7 separate regions of the Mus musculus genome follow, and regions 2, 3, 4, 5, 6 and 7 are each linked to region 1. The links are chromatin contacts, called in public HiCAR-type and promoter capture Hi-C maps. All regions are on one chromosome and are shown on one strand. The core of a region is the stretch at or near the end of the contact, and the rest is flanking DNA. Distances in the headings are between cores, read along the strand shown.

Evidence for each region. Promoter capture Hi-C pulls out the DNA fragments that hold promoters and counts their contacts. HiCAR-type assays count read pairs that join an accessible place to other places.
Region 2: a promoter capture Hi-C map of pre-B cells shows a contact between it and region 1, with 4 times the contacts expected there. The contact joins the promoter of Psmd1 here to the promoter of Usp40 in region 1. A contact is called at or near these places in 3 of 39 promoter capture datasets (cranial neural crest, hippocampal neurons and pre-B cells) and 1 of 115 datasets of contacts at active chromatin or transcription factors (astrocytes).
Region 3: a contact with region 1 is called in a promoter capture Hi-C map of liver, with 4 times the contacts expected there. The contact joins the promoter of Htr2b here to the promoter of Usp40 in region 1. A contact is called at or near these places in 1 of 39 promoter capture datasets (liver) and 1 of 9 other capture datasets (adipose tissue).
Region 4: a contact with region 1 is called in a promoter capture Hi-C map of pre-B cells, with 5 times the contacts expected there. The contact joins the promoter of Nmur1 here to the promoter of Usp40 in region 1.
Region 5: a HiCAR-type map of astrocytes shows a contact between it and region 1, with 4 times the contacts expected there. The contact joins the promoter of Agap1 here to the promoter of Usp40 in region 1. A contact is called at or near these places in 1 of 39 promoter capture datasets (hippocampal neurons) and 1 of 115 datasets of contacts at active chromatin or transcription factors (astrocytes).
Region 6: a contact with region 1 is called in a promoter capture Hi-C map of hippocampal neurons, with 8 times the contacts expected there. The contact joins the promoter of Pde6d here to the promoter of Usp40 in region 1. A contact is called at or near these places in 3 of 39 promoter capture datasets (hippocampal neurons, liver and pre-B cells) and 1 of 115 datasets of contacts at active chromatin or transcription factors (astrocytes).
Region 7: a promoter capture Hi-C map of pre-B cells shows a contact between it and region 1, with 3 times the contacts expected there. The contact joins the promoter of Nppc here to the promoter of Usp40 in region 1. A contact is called at or near these places in 3 of 39 promoter capture datasets (hippocampal neurons, pre-B cells and stem cell-derived epiblast-like cells).

The regions. Positions count from the first base shown.
Region 1 is chr1:88,007,003-88,010,312 of GRCm38.p6, forward strand. Usp40 (ubiquitin specific peptidase 40) reads right to left here and starts at 1,549. Exons shown (of 32, transcript NM_001198573.1): 1 at 1,436-1,549; 2 at 223-440. The coding sequence starts at 421.
Region 2 is chr1:86,062,898-86,066,207 of GRCm38.p6, forward strand. It overlaps Psmd1 (proteasome (prosome, macropain) 26S subunit, non-ATPase, 1), which reads left to right and starts at 1,722. Exons shown (of 25, transcript NM_027357.2): 1 at 1,722-1,908. The coding sequence starts at 1,893.
Region 3 is chr1:86,110,478-86,113,787 of GRCm38.p6, forward strand. It overlaps Htr2b (5-hydroxytryptamine (serotonin) receptor 2B), which reads right to left and starts at 1,503. Exons shown (of 4, transcript NM_008311.3): 1 at 1,402-1,503; 2 at 57-639. The coding sequence starts at 405. All of the region lies in intron 16 of Psmd1 (proteasome (prosome, macropain) 26S subunit, non-ATPase, 1), which reads left to right.
Region 4 is chr1:86,386,378-86,389,687 of GRCm38.p6, forward strand. Nmur1 (neuromedin U receptor 1) reads right to left here and starts at 1,764. Exons shown (of 2, transcript NM_010341.1): 1 at 936-1,764; 2 at 1-336. The coding sequence starts at 1,764.
Region 5 is chr1:89,453,230-89,456,539 of GRCm38.p6, forward strand. Agap1 (ArfGAP with GTPase domain, ankyrin repeat and PH domain 1) reads left to right here and starts at 1,582. Exons shown (of 18, transcript NM_178119.3): 1 at 1,582-2,363. The coding sequence starts at 2,201.
Region 6 is chr1:86,581,167-86,584,476 of GRCm38.p6, forward strand. It overlaps Pde6d (phosphodiesterase 6D, cGMP-specific, rod, delta), which reads right to left and starts at 1,619. Exons shown (of 5, transcript NM_008801.3): 1 at 1,134-1,619. The coding sequence starts at 1,183. Cops7b (COP9 signalosome subunit 7B) reads left to right here and starts at 1,755. Exons shown (of 8, transcript NM_172974.3): 1 at 1,755-1,930.
Region 7 is chr1:86,668,821-86,672,130 of GRCm38.p6, forward strand. It overlaps Nppc (natriuretic peptide type C), which reads right to left and starts at 1,753. Exons shown (of 3, transcript NM_010933.5): 1 at 1,529-1,753; 2 at 824-1,134. The coding sequence starts at 1,618. The coding sequence ends at 844.

The DNA.
Region 1 (3,310 bases), core at 299-2,798:
GCTGTTGTTATGAAACACTACATCACTACACAGAATAGATTTTTTAAATGGTAAGCTTCATAATTTTCTTCAGAGAACGGCAAATATATGTCTTTCTTTGCAACAATGAAACACATATTGTTGAATCCACCTTAAGATTCGTTTTCTTTTATGTTTTTTTCATAACTAATTACATATAAAGCCCACGGTACATATTATTCAAATGCATGTCACATAGCATACCTCTGAATTCAGGTGTGAAATGAAGCGTCTGAAGAAGGGAGCTGAGGTAACAGGTTCCACCCTGATTTCTGATTCCACTTAAATTGGTGAATTCTCTAGGGGCAGGCGGCTCCAAACCTTTAGTCTTTAATTTCTTCCCTCTTCCATACTGACTACTTGACACACTGGAATAATCCTCTTCAAATAGGTTCCCAAACATGGTGGAACTAAACGCTATCCTTTAAAGAAAATATGTTACATAAATGTTTCCATTCTTTAAATGTACCTCCACCCCCAATTTTCTCTTATTATTCGAGCGTAGCTGTTTTGTTAAATCGTTCTTCAGAAAACACAGTAGTTTGTGTTTTGGAGAAAGCGAGACCTGACTTGTCTTTCCTACCTACACGGGGTCCTGATTAACCTGTGTGATCCTGGACAAGTTATTTTAGCTAACATTTACTTCTATGTAAAATGGGGCTGCGTATTTTTCATAGGTAAATTAAACCAGTCACATGACAAAAGAAAGGTTACTGAGTACAAAGGGCTTGACCCACAAGAACCGATAACTATTCTTGGATTCCACATCACTAAATGAGGGGGGGGGGGAGAGAAGGGGAGGAGCCTTCATCAATTATGAAATCTCAGCTTCCCCCATCCCTTCATACACAGTACCAGATCACAGCGTTTCAGTGACTTAACCCTATCACATTAATCTTGACAGTAGTTTCAGCACTTTGGCCCTAAACTAGAGAGCCAGGAGTAAGTACCTTGAGGAAGAAAAACTCTGGTCATTAGAGCCATGGAGTCCAATGGCCTTCCAAAACATACCCAGGAATCCAACTGCAGAAGTGGGGACCTGCGGGAATCTGTTCTGTTTCTTGTGTGGGGAAGGGACATTTGGGGTAAAACGCTGAGAACACTCTCTTAAGTGATAGGAATGGCCAAAATGCAGTTTTCTTCCTTCCCAACACAGTCCTCTGAACAAAAGCTCAAGAAATGGAACTCGCGAGGCAGGCCTCGAGCTAGCTCGCGGGCTGGCTTCCCGTCACGCCGCTCCAGAGGCCTTGCCGCCCACCAAGCCGCCCAGCGCCCAGGAGCGCGACCAGGCGCGCGTCCCCGCGGCCCGACCCCTGACGCGCTGCCAGCAGAGGCCCGGCGTCTCTCCCCAGGCCGCCGGCGTCGTCCCTACGCTGCCCTCGTCCCTCCCTGCGCCCAGTTCCCCAGCCCCACTTACTGCCTATAGCCCAGACCCCCGCCCCGGCCACAGCACAGAGTAAACGAACTCGCTCCGAACGGGCACCGCCATGCCGAGGAGGCCGTGTCTCTGGAAAGTGATTTCCAACCACCCACCCCCACCCCAGATGCGACTACACTTCCCAGGGTGCGTCGCGCCACGCGGAGATTTATGGGTAGTTATACTGCTCTTTTTCCAGACGGCTTACAAGTTAAAATTTGTATTTATTGCTGCCTGCAAAAAGCGTTGGAGCCACATTCTGTTAGAGCTTTCACCATTTAAGTGGAGTATGTATTTATATAGTCTCTGCTCTAGGATAACAAAAGAACCTTAAAACAGTTTTTCCTCTTCAAAGTATATCTCTGATACAAAACTTGTGAAAATGCTCTACGTTCTGTGAACCTTCTTACATCGCCTTCAATCCACCTTAAGTAGTTTATATATAACCATGCAAGCATGTATGCACACAAAACTGTCTGTCCTGCTGGAGCTCTTCGGATAGGTTACTTCCCATCCTTTGCACAGACCCCATTTGTATCTCCCTCGTCTCCTCCAACCTCTATCAGGATGTGAATGAAGGAAACAGGTGAAATCTAATTTTTATTTCAGCTGAGAGTTTAAGAGATGGAGAACAGGAATAAAGATGGAGGGTGATGGGGGTTGAGGGTGGCAGAGTCCAAGTGACCATCAGTCCAAGGGATTTGTCTTTGGAACATTTGAGGGAGGCTGGTGTGGCTAGAACGCTGAGGAAGTGTTGGGAGGAAAGGACTGGAGATGACCATTGGCTAGGAATAAGGGGTCTGGGCCAGGAAATGGACTGGGAGAGTACACAGCTCTCAGTACTCCAGGTGGAGGACCACTTTGCTTTTTAGCAACCTCCCCTTCACTTTGCTTTCCTGGCCATATCTCTTTCTGTCTTATGGTACTTTATCCTCCTATTTAAAAATCACAGCTATACCTTAAACTTTTATTCCCTGACCAAAACTCAACACTGTAAGCCAAGATCCACAGGCATAGGTGGCTTCCCTCTGGGCAGCTATATCCCCTTACACCCATGTGCTTGTTAGTTAGGTTTTGATTACTTTTTTTTTTTCTTGGTAGGTTGTTTGTTTTTGTACTTTATTTTGTTTTGTTTGTAAACGGGACACAAGCTAGGGTCACATGGAAAGAGGGAACAGATGCTGAGAGAATACCTCTATAAGATTGGCCTGGAGGCAAGTGTGGGGACATTTTCTTGATGAATGATTAATGTGGGAGGACCCAGCCCACTATGGGTGGTGCCAACCTTGGGAAGGTGGACCTGGGTTGTATAAAAAACAAACTGAGTGACCCAGAGGGAACAAGCCAGAGAGCAGGGTTTCTCCATGGCCTCCACTTCAGGTTCTGCCTCTAGTCCCTGCCTTGAGTTGCTGCCCTGCCTTGAGTTCGTGATGAACTGTGAGCTGTCTGAAATGAACCCTTTTCTCCCCACGTTGCTTTTACTGGTGGTGTTCATCACTGCAATAGAAAGCAACCTAGGACAGCCTGGCCTCTTTGTTATGTTCTGACTCATAGTTCCATTCTACCACCTGTCTACGTTCTCCTTCTCTCTCTGGGGTCAACTTACTGCAAGTGGCCATACCCCAAAGTTATCTTATCTCTTGGATTGGCTTACTTTCTGTGTACTTTCTCTAATTCTGGGCACTCAACTGTCCAATCCCTCCCACCCACCCCCATTTCTCACACTTTAGGTCTCTCCATAGACAGTCTTGTCTACATTTGTCTGACCCACTTTATTTTCTGTTCCTTTGTAGTTAAAACTGTAGTTCATCCCATCCTTTTGATTTCTCTTACACAATGAGGCAATATCCAAGAACACATCAAAACAATCATCCA
Region 2 (3,310 bases), core at 472-2,971, 1.9 Mb before region 1:
GCCAGACTTCTGCCTTTTGAAACGTAAAATGTACAGTATTAGCAGTTCCAGGTGTCAAGTTTTAAGTCTTATGGGGGTTCTGGATGTAGTTCAGTTAAAGTGTTGCTTATCTAGCATGCATGAGACCCTGGTTCAGTTGTCAGCGCTGCAAAAAACAGATATTGTGGTGCACACCTGTAATCCCCCGCATTCCCCAATCAGACCTTGATCAGAAGTTCCAGGACCTCCCAGCTACAAAGAAAGCTTGCAGACCACCTGGGCTATTGTATAGGATCCCCCACCCCATTCTCATTGTTTATTTATGATAGACTAGTTCATTCATTATCATAATAAAGTACTGTGAAGTTTTTGTATTTTAGAGACAGGCTTTCTATTTTTAAAGAGGTATTTATTACTTATTTGTGTGTGTCTATGTGCCCATGAGTATAGGTACCTGTGGAGGCCAAAAGAGAGCATCAAACCCCCTGGAGCTGGAGTTACAAGTAGTTGTGAGCTACTCGATGTGGGTGCTCAGAATTGTACTTGGGTTCTCTGGAAGCTTAACCACTAAAGGCAACTCTCCGAACTGCCACCAACCCAGCCTTTTTAAGACAGGGTCTCACAATTGACTCCTCCTTCACTAGAATTCACTATGGAGATGAGGCTGGCCTGGAACTCACAGAGATCTGCCTACCATTGCCTCCCAAGGGGTGTACCACCATGTTTGACACCTGGACAGTCTATTTTTGTGTATGTTCATATTTGGGGGGAGGGGGGCCTTCGCTGGATGAGGCTGTACGAAAGACACAGGCATGGAGGCAAGTTTGTGTCAAACATATACACATGTATATGTATATACACATATATACACATATACGCAAGTAGGCCGGAGGTTGACATTGGGTGTCTTCCTCAATTGCTCTCCCACTCTTCCTTCCCTACCCCCACACTCCTCAAGGTCTTACTTTGTAGCTCTGGCTGTCCTGGAACCCACTTGTAGGCCAGGCTGGCCTTAAATCCACAGAGATCTTCCTGCCTTTTCCTCTGCTTCTTGAGTGCTGTGATTAAGGTGTGAACCACAACACCCAGCCACTTTATTTTTTGGAAACAAGAGTCTCTTACTAGACCAGGAGCTCACCAACCGGCTACACAGGCCGGCCAGCAAGCCCCAGATATCCACCTGCCTTCACCTCCCCCAGCACTGGGTTTACACCGGCCACTGGGAATCCTAACTCAACTTCAGGTCTTCATGCTTTTATGGCAACCACTTAAGCGACCAAGTCGCCTTTCCAGCATTATCCCACCACCACCTTCCCCTACTTTGATAGCAGATCTTTTATAGCCCAGGCTGGCCTCGAATTCAAGATCCTTCTGCCTCAGTCGCTTTTCTAAGAAAATACTTCCCTGTAGTCTTGGGTTGGTGGGCATTATTGCAGTGAGACCTCCATAGCCTTAGGTGGCGCTGCGAGCAATGCTTATACCTCCCCTAACACTCATTCTCTTAGCAATGGCGGGTGATGAGTGGGCCTCTCTTTGCAAGGGTGTCTATTTTGAAGCCTGATTGCAACTAGAAATGAATGTCCGTTCGCAGCCGGCCAGATCTCTGACTTCACGGAGAGTTATAAAAAACAACGACATGTTTTTTTACCTTGTTGCATGATCTCGAGAGGCGGAAGCTGCATAAAAGACACAGCGTGGCGGTGAATTTGAGCCAAGCCTCAGGCGGAGATGCGGGCAGCCCTAGGGCGGGCGGGGTCCTCGGCTAGAAGCGAGCCGGCGGCCTGTGGAGGGGACTGACTGAGCAGCGCACCCGGGACCCTGGAGGTGCGGTAGAGCAAGCGGGCCCTGAGCTGACAGATCCAGGGCTTGGCCAGGACTGTGGACGAGTGGATCGGCGAGTGCAGGGCGCAGCCATGATCACTTCAGCCGGTGAGTGCTGCCGGGAGCAGGCGCCCCAGTGAGGAGCCGCCGCCGCGCCGGCGTTTAGCTGAGTCAGGGCGGGTGACTGGGCACCTCCGGGTCGAGCGCCGGCCTGCGAGGCCCCTCTGCCCGAGGCCCACCTCGGGGATCGAGGGCTGGGAAACTGGCCAGGTCACTGCAGGCCCCTGGGGTTCGTAGGAATAGGACCAGGTAGCCACCCGGCCGTCCCTCTCCAGCCACACCCCCGTTCCAGGACCAGACCGGGCTCCTAGGCGGTCGCTGGACCTTTATTCTCTGTCCGCTTCTTGGTCGAGTGACCCCCCAATCCTTCCCCGCAGGTGTTTCGGTTTGGGATGGGCCCCGGTGTCATCGTAAGCATCTTATAGCAGGTCCTGGCCTGGCAGCCTAACTGCTACACTAAGTGCTTCTGGCTTGTGCATGAGATATCTTCTCCTGGAAGTCCGAAATTAGGTTTGAGGTGGCTGGGTTTTTGGTGCTACCGTATTCACCTAAGAACCTCGTTCAGTGAAGGCAGCATTGACTGGAGAGCCACCTTACTGTGTGTGTTTAGATCCTCAGGACTGCAAAGCAGGTTTCGCACACTTGTATGGTAGATACTTGTAATGGCTTTTGAAATGGGAAGGTGTGGAGGGAGATGAACTTCTACATGGAGATTTTTCAAGCCCACTACAGACTTGAACTGCGTATAGCTGTTCCCAGTCTCGATGCTTTCTCAGCCCTGGCTGCTTGCGTACCCTTGCTTGGTTGTTATTCCTATTCTGTACTTGTTCTACAAGTATTTGATTTTGAACAAACGGGTTCTCAGTAGACAGTATGCTGTACGGTGGGGAGGGTCTCACTGTGTAGCTCTAGCTGTCCTCGAACTCACTGTGTAGACCAAGCTGACCTCAAACTCACAGAGATCTCCTGCCCCTGCTTCCTAAATACTAGGATTAAAAATGTGTAGTGTACTACTACACTCTGTGCTGGTTATTTTTAAACACGTGAAGAAGTGTTTGGACTTGAAGTTAGACTTTTGTCCTGATAGAGACAGATGATTGCAATGAATTTTAGTTCCCATCAAAAGAAGCATTTTCTTTTCTTTTTTCCAATTAGCTCTGGAGGAAAATACTAGATTTTTTGCCACTTGTAAGAATAGGCTTAGGCCCCGCCATTACCACTGGTCTTCAAAGTGGTGGCTTCACTGATCATAGTTGTGTGGGTGCTTAATAGAATACTGTTAGGGTGGACGCAGAGATAGCCACCTCATTTGGAATGTGGTCCAGGCCACCTTTGTCTCTTGCCTAGGCTATGAGCCTCAAGACTTTTCTTTTTTTTTCCCCAATACTTTGTCTAAGCTCATTCCTCTAGTTCCAAATTTGCTTTGGGAACTTTGTGTAGCATTTCTCAT
Region 3 (3,310 bases), core at 253-2,752, 1.9 Mb before region 1:
TGTCCATTTCACTACGTTAGTAGTGTTCAGTGGCAGGAACAAGGGGAAATACTCACCAAACATGATTGTCAAGAGGGCAATCGGCATCACAAACAATCCAACCAGCAAATCTGCTATCGCCAAGGACATTAAAAAGTAGTTGGTAGCGTACTGCAGCCTTTTCTCCAGTGCAACAGCCAGAATCACAAGGATGTTCCCACCAATGGTGGGTATTATCACCGCGAGTATCAGGAGAGCTGCCCAGTGCACTGTATGCCCCTGTCCCTCCACAGTCTGCTTCATTTCCTCTGCTACTGAGTCTGTCTCTAATCCAGAACGGTTAGTCAGGATCAGGTGATCACATGTCTTCTGTAAAATGTGCTCAGAAGTTGTGCTTTGTTCAGACATTTTATAAGATGAAGCCATTCGCCTTTTGGTGACTCAGTCCAGTTCCAGACAGTGGTCAGCATGGTCAGTAGCTAAGCAAGTCATCTGCTTTAGCAAAGCATTTAGCAAACCTACCAGACACTCACAGCCAAGGTGACTTCTTCCTTCTAAAAAGATTCAGGCTCTCGAAGATGGGACTGTGTACACGTCTGTCCGTGTTTGCAGGTAAGACATCCACATTTTAGATTTTCTAGAGGCTTAGATTCCAGAAGACTTGATGAAAGACACCAATAGATGTGGATGAAAAATGTTAGTTTATCATTTCTTTTTTTCTATAATTTTAAGACATGAATTTATCAGAGTTTCCTTCTAGATACAGAGGTAGTTATTTCTAAAAAGCAGTAAAAAAACACTAGAGCTTCCCCCTCCCGTTTTGATAGGACGGTATGTATTGTGACAGTGCAGCCAGTGCCCCCAGAGTTGATAATAGAGACGATAGCGCATTACGTGGTATCTGGCCCTTGGATACCTTGTCCCTTAACTTTAGAAAGCATTCAGAATAGTGGCCCACCAGTAAGAGGCAAGCCCACCTATGAGTAAAGAATTTACCAGCTAAGAACCTGAATGAGTGTTGATTTAAAAGCTTGTTTGTAACTCATTTTATAATTCTTAAAATAATTTCTTAAGTTGGAGAGAAAGTAGTACAAAGTATCACTAGCCAAATACTTGCTTTTAGTAGTAATCACTTCTTTCCACAAGATTTTAAATGTAATCAAATCAGTCTGCCAACTTTGAACCAGTTCTTTTTAAGTTCTTAAGTCTTCTTTACTTTCCCAGTTCCCTTGAGAAGCACTTTAAGAGGAAGATTATGTTATTTGTTCATTACACTGACAACTCCCATATTAAATTTGCCTTCATATTTATAATTTTTAAACCACTGAATAGATACAAAGGAATGTGGAAGCAGAGCTCCTGAAGATTAAAATGGGAACAACAAAAACCTGCTAGTTGCATATGAATTTGCTAAATACTCACCGCTTGTCTTCTGTGGCTTCCTAAGCCAGCCGTCCTGTGTCTGTTCAGTTGGACTCCCTCTCCTGGCAGATCCTCCCCCACTGACTTGCTCTGAGTCTTAGCGGCTGGTGCTCGTAAGCAGTGTAACAAATGTGTTGTGCAGCTGTCTGCCTGCCAGAGAGGTTGTTTCCTCTTTGATACTGTCATTATTAGAATATAGCTATAGTCATTGTAATTCATAAAACTCCTCGTTAATCGTGTTCCAACCAGTTCATGACCTGATTCAAGTTCTATTCTTATGTGTTCTCTTTGATATTTAGAGGGTAAACTCTAAACTTTAGCATAAGATGATTTTATTTGGAATGAGGCCTAGGCTGTTTTTCCCTTTTGAGAAAAGAAGATAAAATGGAGAGTCTCCTCCATTAGCTGTATAGCAGTTCACACACTTGGGATTTTTACCTGTGAGACAATATTTTCATCCAGCTAATGCCTTTGCTGTGGAGTGCAATAAATTTACTCATGTCACAGCCTTATATAGAAAAGCACAGAAAAAGCTGCATGCTGCTTGTATACATAGATTTTTGGCAGAAACTTTGTCACTGTTCATTTTTAAACAGCATCTGAATTTGGAAGCTGGTTCATTGGCAACTTCTTTTCCAGTGATTTTTAATTGGGAAAAGTGTATAATGTGAAGTAAAAATCTATTTCTGCCCTATTTCTGAAAAATAATGTATAAATCTTACCATGTATGCTCTTGAGATTTTCTCTAAACTATAAACCTGGCTTAACATTAAAGCTACAGCAGGGCAGTGGTGTCACAGCACTTAGGAGGTAGAGGCAGGCAGATCTATCTGAGTTCAAGGACACCCTGTTCTACAGAACCAGTCCTGACACAGCCAGCACTACACAGAGAAACAAAACAAGACAAAAAAAAAGCCTCTAGTATTCTCAGTGTTTCCTTTTTAAAGGGTCTTCACAGGTCTCTCAGAGTTTAATTGCTTCTTTACGTAACTGATGGGATTTGTGTGTTTCTTATTAAGCATATTCATACATATGCATAAGGCATTCCATCATGTTTCACATCCTCTTGACCTCCCTTGTCCTCCTTCTCATCGCTGCCAGCCCTCTTCTACTTTCCTGGGTTGAATCTTTGCATCAGTGTCCCGGCAGGCTGTTTTATTAGCTTATTTACAGACCATGGACACAGTAGCAGTGAGGGTACCACGGAAGAAAATGGCTTTCTCTTCTCCATCAACCATTAGCTCAGGATAATCCTCAAGATCTATTTATTTTCTTTCTTCTTTTTCTTCCTTCTTTTGGGTCATCATTCCTGTTTGATTTCTCATAGTACTTTTGTTGATTGCATTTCCTAAAATTCTTAAATTTTTGTTAACATCTTATTTGGTTTTTGCATGCGTGATGTGGGGAAGGGTGTGTATGGCTCAGCACACTGTGTGGTCAGAAGACAGTTTGCATGTGTGTCCCAATGATTAAACTCAGAAAGTCAGGCTTGGCAACAGGTTTCTTACCTGCTAAGTCATCTCACCAACCCCTATTTCCGATACCTGATTAATTGTTCTACAAGTTTCATAATACTCAGATTCAGTTTCTTTCTACTCATTTATTTTCTATTTCCTATTGAGAGCTAAGGCTGGTGGTTTGCATAAGGTCTGATTGATTTCAAGATGTTGATTGATAATCATGTTGAGATCTCTTGATTCTTTGTAAATTGCAAAACGGTTATACAATTTTTTAAAAGATTTATTCATTATTTTATGTATGTGAGTGTACTGTAGCTGTCTTCAGACACCAGAAGAGAGCATTGGATCCCATTACAGATGGTTGTGAGCTACCATATTGTTGCTAGGAATTGAACTCAGGACCTTTAGAAGAGCAGTCAGTGCTCTTGACCGCTGAACCATCTCTCCAG
Region 4 (3,310 bases), core at 514-3,013, 1.6 Mb before region 1:
GTTCGTCCCTGCTGTTCCTGTGGCCCACGTCACACAGGGTGCTGCCTGTGGTCAACCTGATGTGGTTATGGGAGCCATGATAGGGTTGGCGGCGATGACAGCACTGGGTTCCAAGGCCCAGGGCTTGCAGGAAGGTCTCTCGGAAGCGAGTAGACATGAGGCTGTAGAGCACCGGGTTGGCTGCTGAGCCGAGATAGAAGAAGATGCCAGAGGCAATGTGGACACACTGGTAGGCCAGGTGCAGGCCTTCCGTTGAGTGTCCATACACCAGGCTCCACATGATACGGTCAGCATGGAATGGAGCCCAGCAGATGCCGAATACCACAACCAGTGCAACTGCAAGGACAGAGAAGAGATTTGATCTTCATCATGCTTAGAGTTTGCATCTACAGCTCACTATCTTCCGGTCCTAGAAAAGCAGACAGGAGAGCCAGGTAGTGGTGGTGCACACCTTTAATCCCAGTACTTTGGAGGTAGAGGCAGGTGAATCTCTGGTCTACACAGCAAGTTCTAGAACAGCCAGAGCTACACAAAGAAACTCCTTCTCTCTTTTTTTCCCTCTTCCCTTTTCTGTCTTTCTCTGGCCTCGCTCCCTCCACCCCAAGCCCCACTTGCTCTGGTCCCTGCTAAGTCTGGCCCATAGGTTTTTTTTGTTTTATTATTATTATTATTATTATTATTATTATTATTATTATTATTATTATTAGTTTCTCATTACGGATGGTTGTGAGTCACCATGTGGTTGCTGGGATTTGAACTCATGACCTCCAGGAGAGTGGTCAGTGCTCTTACCTGCTGAGCCATCTCACCAGCCCTGAAACCCTTTCTCAAAACAATAACAACAACAAGCAAGCAAGCAAGCAAACAATACCCTGGAAGCTCAATTCCTTCCCCAGACTGGAGGAAGCTCAGCTTTCTCCTCAACAATGACTTACACAGCATCTTGGTCACCTGTCTCCGTCCCCTATCTTGCAGCTGAATCCTTCTGTGGGAGGTCTCCTGGGTTGCTGCGGTTTTCCTGCCCTTGACCTCCACTTGGAGCAACATCCTCTCCCTCCGCAGCCGCAGCCCAATGAGCAGATACAGCACACTGATGGTGACCATGGGCAGACAGAAGAAGAGCAGTGCGGTAGTCAGTACCACCAACTTGTAGAAGTCCATGGGACCCACCAGCGAACATATAGCTGAGTCGGGCACCGGCCCCCGGCAGGGCACAGTTAGTTGACTGAGGCCATGCAGGCTGGTGTTGGGCAGAGAGAAGAGAGTAGCGAGGACCCAGATGGCCCCCACCATGCGGCGCACATGGGCCCGTGTCATCACAGACTTGGCTTGGAGTGGGCGCACCACGGCCACATAACGCTCCACACTCAGGGCTGTGACATTGAGCACTGAAGCTAGGCAGACGGTCTCTAAGAGCAGTATTCGGAAGTAGCAGGCACTCGCACCCAGCTGGAACGGGTAATTTTGCTGCATCTCATAAAGCTCCAGAGGCAAGCCCACCAGGAGCACCAGCATATCGGACACAGCGAGGCTGAAGAGGTAGAAGTTGGTGGGCGTGCGCATAGTCTTGTTGCGCAGGATGACGGTGCAGGTCAGCCCGTTGCCCAGAGTGCCCACCACGAAGATCAGCAGGTACGTGACACAGATGGGGACAAACTGTTTCATCTGCTGTGGCCCCAAATACTTCAGCCTCAGGGCCTCATCGGTAAGGTTCAGATCCTCAGGTTGATAGGGCCACTTGAACTCACTGATATTGCAGACCAGGGGGCTCCTTGAAGCATTTGGGGAGAGCGCTCCAGGAAAGATGGAACAATTGAGGCAGGGAGGAGTCTGTAGGATAGAAGGGGGAGATACCCAGAAGTCATTTAGGTAATCCCAGCTCTGTCCTAAGTTATCACACTGTAGAGGACTGATTAGTCACATGCCACTGGGAAAGAAAGCATCTGCCACCCACTAAAGTGCATTTCAACTACAGAGTATCCGGAGTGCAAACCTTGAAAATAATAAAATTGGCCGGGCAGTGGTAGTGCGCAGCTTTAATCCCAACGCGAAGGAAGCTGAGGCAGGCAGGTCTCATGTGAGTTTGAGGCTAGCCTGGGCTACAGAGCAAGTTCCAGGACAGTTAGAACTACAGAGAGAGACACTGTCTAAAAAACAAACAAAAACAAACAACAAAAAACCAATCAACAACAACAACAACAAAGAGTTATCCTCTATCCTCTACACACATACATGCAAACAGTATATATGCACAAGTACACACACACACACAAATGAAATACTTTTTAAATGATAAGATTGGCCCTTTACAATCTACTGGAATCTTTGAAGAAATGCCAGGTTTTTCCAAGAACGCTTGGCTATCTCCTTTGGCTGTCTCCCTTTTAAGACAGACTTCAGGAGAGCCACTTGATGTGGACCTCAGAAAAGTGGGTGCAACTGCAGTATTGCTTGGTCTTTAAAGAGCCGGGGCTCCTAAAGCAACTGCCAGGGCAGACCTGACCTCCCCAACTCCAGGTGCAAGATCCCGGTATTTAATCCACAAAAAGCATCGACACATGGCAGACCTGACATACAGAACGCTGTGTGTGACCTTGGTGTGAAGAGAAAGCCACCGTAGGGGTTAAGTGAAGGAGTGAAAAAGCTAAAAAACTGTACTTTGACCCAAATTTGATTCTGTTTTCTGTCACCTGAATCACTCCCAGTCTAAATATTTTATATTCTTTGCACCTACTAGACCTGGAGTTCTCACTCTCGGAACTCTCACGGAGAGGAGCTGGGGATGGGCAGGTGACAGCCCAGGTTCAAGAGAGCAGCGCTGAGACGACAGTCATCAGAAAAATGACAGAAATAAACTGACTAACTGAGAGGTCTCTCCCACAACCCCCAAATGTCTCACAGAGTTTTTCCACCCATCTCACTCTGAGAGCCGCTCCTGTCAGGGCCCGTATCCCGCTCACCTACCATGCCTTCTGCCCAGGAGGTCCTGTGCGCCCTGGCTCCCACTGACAGATAGATGCTGAGCTGAAGGCGACCTGACAGAGGCTGCCCTCCCCGCCTTCCTGGTTGCTTCGCCTGTTGTTCACAAAATCGCCACTAGAGGGCAACGCTGACCCCGGAGCTTGGAGTACTTAGGACCACTCCCAAAGGACTCTACCTGCATCCAAACCATACTAGCTAGCTGTTGGAATCACCCGGAGCTGAGAGTGTCTTCTTTTTCTAGACAACAATCCCATTTTACAGGTGAGAAGAAAAGAAAAAAAGAGCCAGAGAGAGGAAGTCCGTGAGACTTGGGTCTAAAATGCTGTCC
Region 5 (3,310 bases), core at 332-2,831, 1.4 Mb after region 1:
AGGGAAGAAAAGACCACACACTGCATTTTCAAATTAGTGAACAAAGGTCTGTACTGCCTCGGACTGGGGTGGGAAGAGGTTCACAGGTATGGGGAAGATGTCTGATTTTTATTTTGTTATTATATTTTTAAAGCAGAGTCTCACCTTGGGTCCACAGCAATCCTCTGGTTTTAGTCTCTTAAGTGCTGAGACTACAGGATGTCCAACAGGAGAAAAGTCATGTTCAATCCAAAAGTTGGATGTGATGAGGAGGGGACAGGTGGATAGGTCTGGGACAGAAAATTTAGTGTCATCAACCTCTATATGATATTCAAAGGCATAAGAGAGGCAAATAAAACAGGTCTAAGGTTGACTCCCAGCATCATCCATATTTAAACCTTAGAGAAGTACAAAGGAACCCCCAAAGAGATTGAGAAGCCAGATGTGAAGCAGGGGAGTCCTGGAACTATTTCACAAAGAGTTGGGGTTTCAAGGTGGAGTAGGGACGAACAGTAGAATGAACCCACATGCCAGCATCTCTATTAGTGTTTCTGCTAAGGACGAAGATAGAGGCAAGGCACAGAACAAGCCAGGGCCTCTGCTGTGTTAGGGACAAGGAAGGCTGAACAGTACACTGGCTTGAGGAACACTGGAACTCGGAAGAGTTCCAAGAACCAAGAGCTAGGCTGCCTGGGGCCCTGGGCTGCCCATTAGCTTGCATTTGAACCAGGTAAAGCCCAGGGCATTTGAATCAGGAATGTGGGCTGTTTATAAAACACCCCTGCATGGTGAGACAGTGCATAGACCCAGGACCTTTACGGCCTCGGACTCGTCCTGGATCCTTGGAAATCTACAACAATCTAATTCATTTGGAGTCGTTGGCATGAGCTCTCAGCTGCAGTGCGGTCTAGCTTCATGGGCTCCTGGACTGGGCTAAAGTGGGGTTAGTGTCGGGCGCTCGGAGGGCTGCGGCGTGGAGGTTACAACTCAGTTGTGCAACATTTTCGTGGAAAAGCCTAGAAGCCCCCGTGGAATTCCGTCTCACCTACCACCCCAGCCTCAGGTTTAGTTTATTGATGAAGCGTTGGACTCCCGTGTATCCCATGGGAAGGGAAGTAACTATCCTGCTGGGTTTAGAAAGGAGGCAGAAAGTTGCCAGACGGGGGGAGGGGACCCCGCGCGTCGCAGAGGTTCCTTAAGCGCTCAACTGGCAAACAAACAAAAGCGCGGGCGGGCGGGCGGGCTCGTGCGCCACCTTCCCCGTACAGAGGCGCGGGGGCTGGCACGGGGCAGTAGGGATAACCGAGAGGGACCAGGGCTCTCAGCTCGCAGATCCGCGGGCTGTAGCGGCATCCGGACGTCCCGCGGGGCCCGCCCAGTGCGCTGCGACGCGATCGCACAGCGCACCCCACGCGCGCGGGCCGGCCGGCGTGATGGACTACAAGTCCCAGCAAGCCCAGAGGCAGCGCGGGGCGGGGTCTGGCGCAATTCCCCGGGATCCGGCGCGCTGGGAAGCGCCGCCGAGGACGCAGCGGCGGCCGGAGGGCGGCGAGCGCAGGCGGGGGCGGGGCCGACGTGGGCCAGAGCCCTGCGTGCCAGGGAGGGGGCTGGCCGGGCAGCGGCGGGCGGCGCTCGGAGCGGTCTCCGCGGCTGGCAAGGCGCCTACAGCTCGGTCCCGGCTTGGCGGACGGCGCAGGGCAGCTGAGGGCCCCGGCCCGCGCGGTAGCGCGGCACTCACAAGCGCGCGGACCCAGCCGCAGCCGTGCGCCCGGAGCAGAGCGGCCACTGCCCGGGGGCCTCGGCCCCGGCGCTCGCAGCGCCGTGCTGCCTGCGCTTTAATGGCTGCTCGGCCGGCCGGCGTGTAGGGGTGCGGGCGGCTGCGGCGCGGGAAGGCGCCCGAGCGAGCCTCCTCCGCGGCCGGCCGCGCTCCATGGCGCCGCGGTCTTCCCGGACGGCCCGCTGACCCGGGACGCTGGTCCCTGCTATGAACTGAGCCCCTCTACTGCTTCATCCTCAGCGTTCTTTTCTTTTTCTTTTTCTTTTTCTTTTCTTTTCTTTCTTTCTTTCTTTCTTTCTTTCTTTCTTTTTTTTTTTTTTTGCGCCTCCTCGGCTCCGTGCTCCCCGGGGGCTGCGGCGCCCCGGGTCTCGGTGGCCCGCGGGGCTCCGGGGCGCGGGGCGGCGACGACGGGGGGCGCGCGGCTTTGGGCGCCGCGCCTGCACCATGAACTACCAGCAGCAGCTGGCCAACTCGGCTGCCATCCGGGCCGAGATCCAGCGCTTCGAGTCGGTCCACCCCAACATCTACTCCATCTACGAGCTGCTGGAGCGCGTGGAGGAGCCGGTGCTGCAGAACCAGATTCGGGAGCACGTCATCGCCATCGAAGGTGAGGGCCAGGCCGCCCGGGGCTTCTGGAAAGCGCGGGGGAGCGGGCGCCCCTGGCGCGGCGGGGTGTGTGCGCGCGTGTGTGCTTGCGTGTGTACACACGCGGCTGCCCGGCGGAGAGAGCACTGCGGTGCCTCTTGTCCCGCAAGGCCGGCCAGTCAGCCAGGGAAGATGGGTTGTCAGCGTTCATTTGATAATGGACAATGGAGTCTCTCCTGTGAGAAAGTGGCACGGTGCTGCTACGTCCGGGGCGGCCCGCAAGCCCCGTCCGGGCCCAGCAGACGCCTGGGGGCAGCTGCTTGGGATGGCGCCACTGGATCCCTGACAGGTTATCAGGCCCGGCCTGAGTGTCTTTCGTGGACGTTGAAGATGTGTTTTGAGAAGCGCTGCTGCTGGGGATGCTGTTCCGGCCAGCTTATTCAGTTGCTTCATGGCTGGCTACCCCCCCCCCCCTCCAGTTCGCGGATACAGGGGAGGTGGCACATGTAGGAAGCCAATGGGACCCAGGCAGTATCATGCCCCAGTGCTGATCGGACTGGCGTTGTACAAACGCTGGCCGTTTTGTACTAAAATCCTGAGGCAAATTATAACCCTTCTTGGGAGGCAGGACACCTTGATACTGTCTTGCTGAAAGGGGCACTTTAATCCGTCGGCTACTTGGGAGCCACCCAAGGGGCGGAAAAGTGGATGATCTTGCTGCCTGTAAGCCTGTGTTTGCACAGAACACTGTTTTGAGCCCCCAGTGTCAGGCAAGGCAGTATCCCTGCAGGGGAGGATGGAGCCGGTGGCTTTGCCCTGGCTTGTGCTCTCTTTGGACTACCCATGGCTCCCGTTTCTCTCCTACTAGGTGCCTGACCTGTTTCCTTGGGTTGTTTCTTCGGGCCTGCCATCATTTACCTGGGGGAGCAGGTGGCATCTAAATGGGTAATGTGTCATAGATCAGCCAGT
Region 6 (3,310 bases), core at 369-2,868, 1.4 Mb before region 1:
GTAGACAGCCTGGTCTACACATCAAGTTCTGGGTCAGCCAGAGCTACACTGTATGACCCTGTCTCCAAAATAAAACAAACGCTTCGAAGTTTTCTCTCTCTATATAAAGAGGTTGCAAAAGTCACAGTGTAGCTACAACAGGCCTGAAGCAATGGTTTCTTTTCCTCCTCTGGCTTCTCACTTTCTTCCTTTTTGAAGCAGGGTCTCCTATAACTAAGGCTGGTCTTGAACTCTATGAAACTCTGAGGATGACCTGAATTCTGGATCCCCCTGCTTCCATCTCCCAAGTACTGGGATCACAGGCATTCAACACCAAGTCCACCGAAACAACGAATTCTGATATCATATGGTGTCCTCAACACAATCAAGTAATTGTGAACAGCTTCACCATAATAAAGCGTTAACCTCAGCAATGCCAAAGATAATTTTGCCGGGAGTCGGTTCAAAACCAAAGTACCTCATGCATCTCACACACCTCCTATTTCTCATCTCGCTGGAAAGAGAACTTGAGATGTTAATGCTCCAAAGGCCAACAAAGTGTTAAGATGGGGTCCGTCTTTAATTTCTCTTTCCCCACCTCTCCACTACTCCAGCCCTATAAGAAGCCACAAGTGAGGAAGAAAAGTTGTGAAAACAAGACGGATGTGTGTGTGGTGGGGTGGGATGGGGTACATTATCCCCCACATACAAGGTCACTTGCTTGGAGTCACTTTCTCCTGCTCCCACCCTGGGCTTCCCGCCAAAGTCGCTCCTAGGCAGGCTAGGAGGCCAGCTTGCTGCACTCCCTCAGCCTCTGCGTGGGGACTGCAGCCCCCTTCTGGCCTCCCGGCCTTCAGGACCCTAATTTCAAATGGGAACTCTTCTCGCAGTAGCCAGGTCCCGGGGCTCCTCCACCTCCATCCTCCCCCCCGCCCCCCCCCCCCCCCAGGCTCCATCAACGTCCCCTTTCTCCCTCAGGGTGCCCCTGTGCCTGCCTCCCGTTCGCGGTCCCTCCCGGGGGCCCGGCACACAGTTCCTTTCCTGCCCCTTCTCGTAGCCCTTCTTCCCCGGTGCCCACCTGACGCCCCTGCCAAAGCCTGGCTCCTTAGAGCCACGGCCTCCTCCCAGCCCCGCCCCTGCTCCCGGGCGGATACAGTTTGAAGCCTCTCAGGATATCCCTGGCCCGCTCGTCCTTGGCTGACATGATGCGGCGCCTGCCGCCCGCGGCCCTCCCACGCTGGCTCCGCGGGGCCTCGCAGACGGTACCCAGGAACCGAGGACAGCCGCAGCCCGGCCGGACACCTCAGGTGAACAGCGGTGGCGGCCAGACCCGAACCGGCCTCTCCCTCCCCTCAGCTCCCGCTCCTGATCCCTTCTCCTTCCCTCTAGTCGTGGAGCTCCCGCCTTGAAACCAATGACAAGCCAGCCTTGGCGATTGGCATCTTGAGTAGCCAATAGCAACGCTCAGCGGCTTCGCTCGGGGACGGAGAGCGTCAGTGGGAAAGGCCCTCTTGGAGAGTCCCGGAGGACAGAATTTTCTTTCGTGTTGTTGCCTAGAGTTTGTCCCAGAGGAGCGATGGCTTGAAATCTTCAGAGGCGTTTGAGATGCCTGCTCTTGTTGCCGGGCACACTAGTGGTCTGAGACTATGGCAGGCTGCACTGTACAAGGTGGCAGAAACTACATTTCCCAGCATCCCAGAGAGCACAGGCGATCCCAGCGCACCATTAGAGGCCAGGGACTACAAGTCCCAGCATACTATGCGCTCCATCTTTTTAACTTGGGTTCCAGTGTGCCGAGCAGTGTGCACATATTTGAAATCCTCCTATGGGGTTGGTTTCTGAATCCTGTTACTTGAAACCCAGCAGGAAGGTCTTCTTTTACCCCGGAGACGTGACAACCCACCGACAGTTAACTTCTGTTTACATGGAACTCAGGAGTCTGCAAACCATGGTAAGACTGCAAACCACCAACAAAACCACATATTAAGCCACGAGAGATAACAGAACAAAATGACCTCCTCAAATAGTGTTAGTTTATTAGTCTGGAGTTCATTTTTACTTGTTTTGCAGGGTTTATGTTATATTTCTGCTTTGGACTGGGTGAGCTAAAGATTGTTTATACTCAATGTTAGTACAGGAAGACTTAAAAGATTTTGCCAATCCAATCTCTTTATCTTTTGTTTTTAAATATGAGGAAATAGAGACCCGGTGAGGCAGAGACTGGCCAGAGAGCACAGCAAATTGACACAGTTAAAATCTGGCTTTACATCTACTGACCTGTCATCTAGTATCTACACTACACTAGGGAGGTAATATTTTTAGAAGCATGGCAATGTGATTGTTTTTCTCCTTAATGAACAGTTTCTGAACTAGTGTTGAAACACCCAGAAAATAGGAAAGCATTTATTTCATGGATTTCCTGAAAGGAGCTGGTGTGACAGTCCTTTATCCTCAGACTAGATAGGTCTTGCTATTTTTATTTGCTTTTTTGACATTCAAGTTGACATTTAATGATTGTTTTTCCCCCAGAAAGTAGATAAAGTTGGTTTAACCCTCTGTTTCCTTGGAGACGCCTGTGTCCTTCCTCTGGCCTTCTTTCCTGTTCTTGTTCCCACTCCACCCATTTGATCACCCACCCATTTTGTTTGTTTTTCTTCCAAGTAACTCAACAAACCTTGTTTTGGTTTTTGGTTTTGGTTGGGTACTGAATTAAGTAAAAGATAGGCCACTGTTATTCAGAAGATACATAACTGATTAGGGAGATAAGGAGATTCAAGATGGAGTTGACAAGTGGCATAAAAGAAAAGATATCAGAATGCCACAGAGGATTACTTGTTGGCCTTTTAGTCAAGATCAAGTGGAGAATGCCTTAGAGGTTCTGGTGACGTGCCTTTAACAGCTGGCAAAACTTCATGGTGGAAATGACATTTGAACTTAAAGCAGTGGTTCTCAAACTGTGGGTCAAAAATCCCTTTGGCAAACCGCTATCTCCAAAAATGTTTACATTATGATCCATACAGTAGAAACATTACAGTTCTGAAGTAGCAATGAAAATTATTTTAGGGATGGGGGTCACCACAGCATGAGGAATTGGTTTTTTGTTGTTTTTTTTTTGGGGGGGGGGGGAGACAGGGTTTTTCTCTGTGTAGTCCTGGCTGTCCTGGAACTCACTCTGTAGACCAGGCTGGCCTCGAACTCAGAAATCCGCCTGCCTCTGCCTCCCGAGTGCTGGGCTTAAAGGTGTGCGCCACCACGCCCGGCATGAGGAACTGTATTAAAGGGTCTCTGCGTTAGGAAGGCTGAGAACCTCTTACTCAGAGGTTGAGGATTT
Region 7 (3,310 bases), core at 503-3,002, 1.3 Mb before region 1:
ATGCTGGGAAGATGGAGGCTTCCCGTCTCCATGGAGGGGAAGGAGGCCAGAAATAGTTCAGAGCACCACAAGGCTGGTAAAGAACTCACTGTGGACACACTGAGTTTGAGGTTAGGTCACGAAATAAGCTTTAGCTTGTTCCTTTGCCTCTCTCTTGAAACAGGGTCACCAGCCTAAGGTTCATCTCGGAAGCCCCAGGGCAGCAGCATCAGGACCCTGGATAGACCAGTTTGCCCACAGTTGAGTTGAGAGCAGGGCTAAGATTCAGAATGCCCCAGGCAGAAGAGTGCCCTGCTGCTGCCACAGAGGTTCTCTCTACTAGGAGGGGGCAGGCATATCTGCATGCCTGCCTCACCTGAGGGACAACAGCCCCAGAAAGGCATCCTAGCACTTGACTGCTTGGCTGCTGGCACAGGGCTGGTGGTACATCTTTCTCTCCCTCTTTCCAGGATCTCTCTAACAAGTTTCCAGTTGGCTAGCTGGCCAGTGGTCAGTGGTGGGTTTGGAGGCTGGGACTGCATAAGCCTGTCTCTATTTTTCTAGAGGAAGCCAGATGGAGTACTCTAAGGCTGAACCTGGTCTCTGACCTGGCCCGTGTTCACTTTTTTGTTGTTGTTGTTTTTTAAATCTGTAAAATGGGATATGTGAGGTGGCAGGCAAATGTCTGGGTACACTTGATCCCATGCCTAAATTGGTTGGGGGAAGGTCACAGAACATAGGGATCAGGGAGGAAACCAAACAGTCTGCGAAGGACAGTGATAAGAGCTTGGCTCTCTTGGGTGCAGAGCTAGGCGAGCGGGGAGCGTCCGATGGTGTTACTTACCGCCGCCAGGGGTAGCTGCACTAACATCCCAGACCGCTCATGGAGCCGATCCGGTCCAGCTTGAGGCCAAAGCAGCCTTTGGACAAGCCCTTCTTGTTGCCGCCTTTGTATTTGCGCGCGTTGGGGTGCTCGTGCAGAAGGCGGGCCCAAGCAGCCCGGGACTTGGTGTCCACACGCAGGTCCCGGAGCAGTCGCGATCGGTCTCCCTTGAGATTGGCTCCCCCGCTGCCTGGAGTCTTGTCACCCTTTTTCTGATTGCCACCAGCTGCCTGGGAATCCGCCAGCTCCTCCCCTGGCGGGGTTCTCGGGACCTGTCGGAGAAAAGAGTGGACAGGTGAAAGAGTGCACCGATGTAGCATAGATGACTTTTACGGGGCCCAGAGTGGCGTGGCCCTTCTCAGCCATGAGCGTGCCTCCACCGATGCGGGACAGCTGAGTCCAGCATCCACCTGCCACGCAGCCTTCTTGCCTGCTCCTCCGGGGAGCCCATTGCTCTTCCCGTGCCGCAGGTCATGCTGGGCACATTGGGGCACGGGAGGTGTGCATGTGTCGACATTCTCCCGAGGCTGGGAAATGAACCCGAGAAGTCCCCGCTTTGAGGGAGCAAGTCCGAGGGGGTCTGCCTTTCCGGGTTCTCTGCTCCCTCCTGCGCACCACATCTTTCCACGCCCCTCACAAGCCCAGCGTCCCCGCGACAGCACCCACCTTCGGTGGTGTCCCGGGCTTGGCTTCAGAGGGCCGGAGCGAGAGTAGCGCGAGCAGCAGGGCGCAGGCGATCAGCTGGGAGAGGTGCATGGTGCCGATGGGACCGAGGTGTGCAGACGGTCTGCAGCCGGGACTGCCGGTGAGCAGTCGGATAGGCGGATGCGGAGCAGGATTGCCAAGCGAGCACAGGTCCTACTGCTGTGCGGCGCCGGCTGGGTGCGCTCTGAGTCCGTGGCTCCGCTGGAGCCTTTATAATCCAACCTGCCGCTGATGTCATCTTCCCGCCCACCGGGCCTCCAGGGCCAATGGCACAGCGCACGCGGCCGAATCGACGGCCCGGAGGGGGCCGGGAGGGGGCCGGGAGGGGGCCACGGGGGCTCCCTCTTCTGCTCCAACCCACATCCCACCTCCGAAGGAGCCGGCGGCTCGGCTCGCTGCGCTCAAAGCCACAAAGCGGCGCGCAGAAAAGAACTCCATTTGTAGAATGCGCTTCGCCCTAGTACTCAGGCTTCTAGGCGTCCCTGCGCTGTGTATCTGCTGCTCCTGATACGTGTCTGTACTCCTTCTGCAGGTGCAAAGGCTTAGAAGAAATGTCCTTTATGCAAAGTTACACAGGTTGAAAGTTGGTGCGGCCCAAAATCTACACAGATCGCTCTGTTTCCAAACTCTTCACAAATGCTGCCACGCGCTAGCCAGGGTGGAAGGGCTGACCATGTCTACACGCTCAAACATGGGGGCGGCAGAGGATGGGGTTAGTAGATCCCAGTGGGAAGTGGAGGGAGAGCTTGAATGTTGTAGCTGCAAAGGAGACTTGTAAGTCTCGGATACCCACGAGTGAGAGGATGTCATCAACCCACGAGTGTGAGCCAGGAGTTTGTGTGTGTGTGTGTGTGTGTGTGTGTGTGTGTGTGTGTGTGTGTGTGTGTTGGGAGGTTAGGAGGCAGGTAGCTTTCCTTCAGTGATGTACTGGCCCTTCCTGAAGGTGGAGATGTCCACTTTAGTGTCCTGAATACCCTAAGAAACTATGGGCAGTACTGGGTTTTAACCAGCTCCAAGCCTCAATAGGCCATCGCCATTGAGTTTGGGGTTGTAGTTGCCTTCTGGCTATAGGGACCGGGCCACTTATTTCTGCTGCACACAATTCCTCGCCTTGACCTGGAATCTTGGTCCATCGGACTCTAGGGAGCTCTGCAATTTAGAGCCACGAGAGAACTTGTAGTTTCAAGAATGGAGTGATGTGCAAGAGTTTGTGTCCCTTCTCCTGAGCAGGATGCAGGCTTGAGCGAGGGAAATGAATGTTGGCAGGGTCCCTGTGGTCTCATGGAGCAAAGAGCCTGGGAGAGAGGACGAGAAGCAGGAGCCAGTTAGCTTCTTACAGAGAAAGGGAAGTGGGAAGAGAGGGTAGTGGGAAGACTGCTGGGATGGACATGGGTCTAGAGGACCCAATGCTTCTGGAGGATACAGAGGAAGCAAGAGTGTACTGAGTGTGCCGTCTACTTCCTCGTCCTTTCCTAGCATGCAACCCAAAGACTCCAAATGAGGACCACAAGCTCCTTCCAGCCTTTCGTTTGGGAAATGACTCACAGGTGAGGTTTGATTTGAGTCAGCATATTGCCCAAAGAAAGATCTAGACATCAGTTTCAAGTCCTTTGTCAGTTCTGGAAGGTTGGTGGCTCATCTCCATTCAGCTCCTCCCTCCATGGCCTTTCTGTGTTACTACATACGAAACGACAACCGTGTTGTGCTTGAGAGGGAGAGAGAGAGGAGAAAGGAGATGAGGGT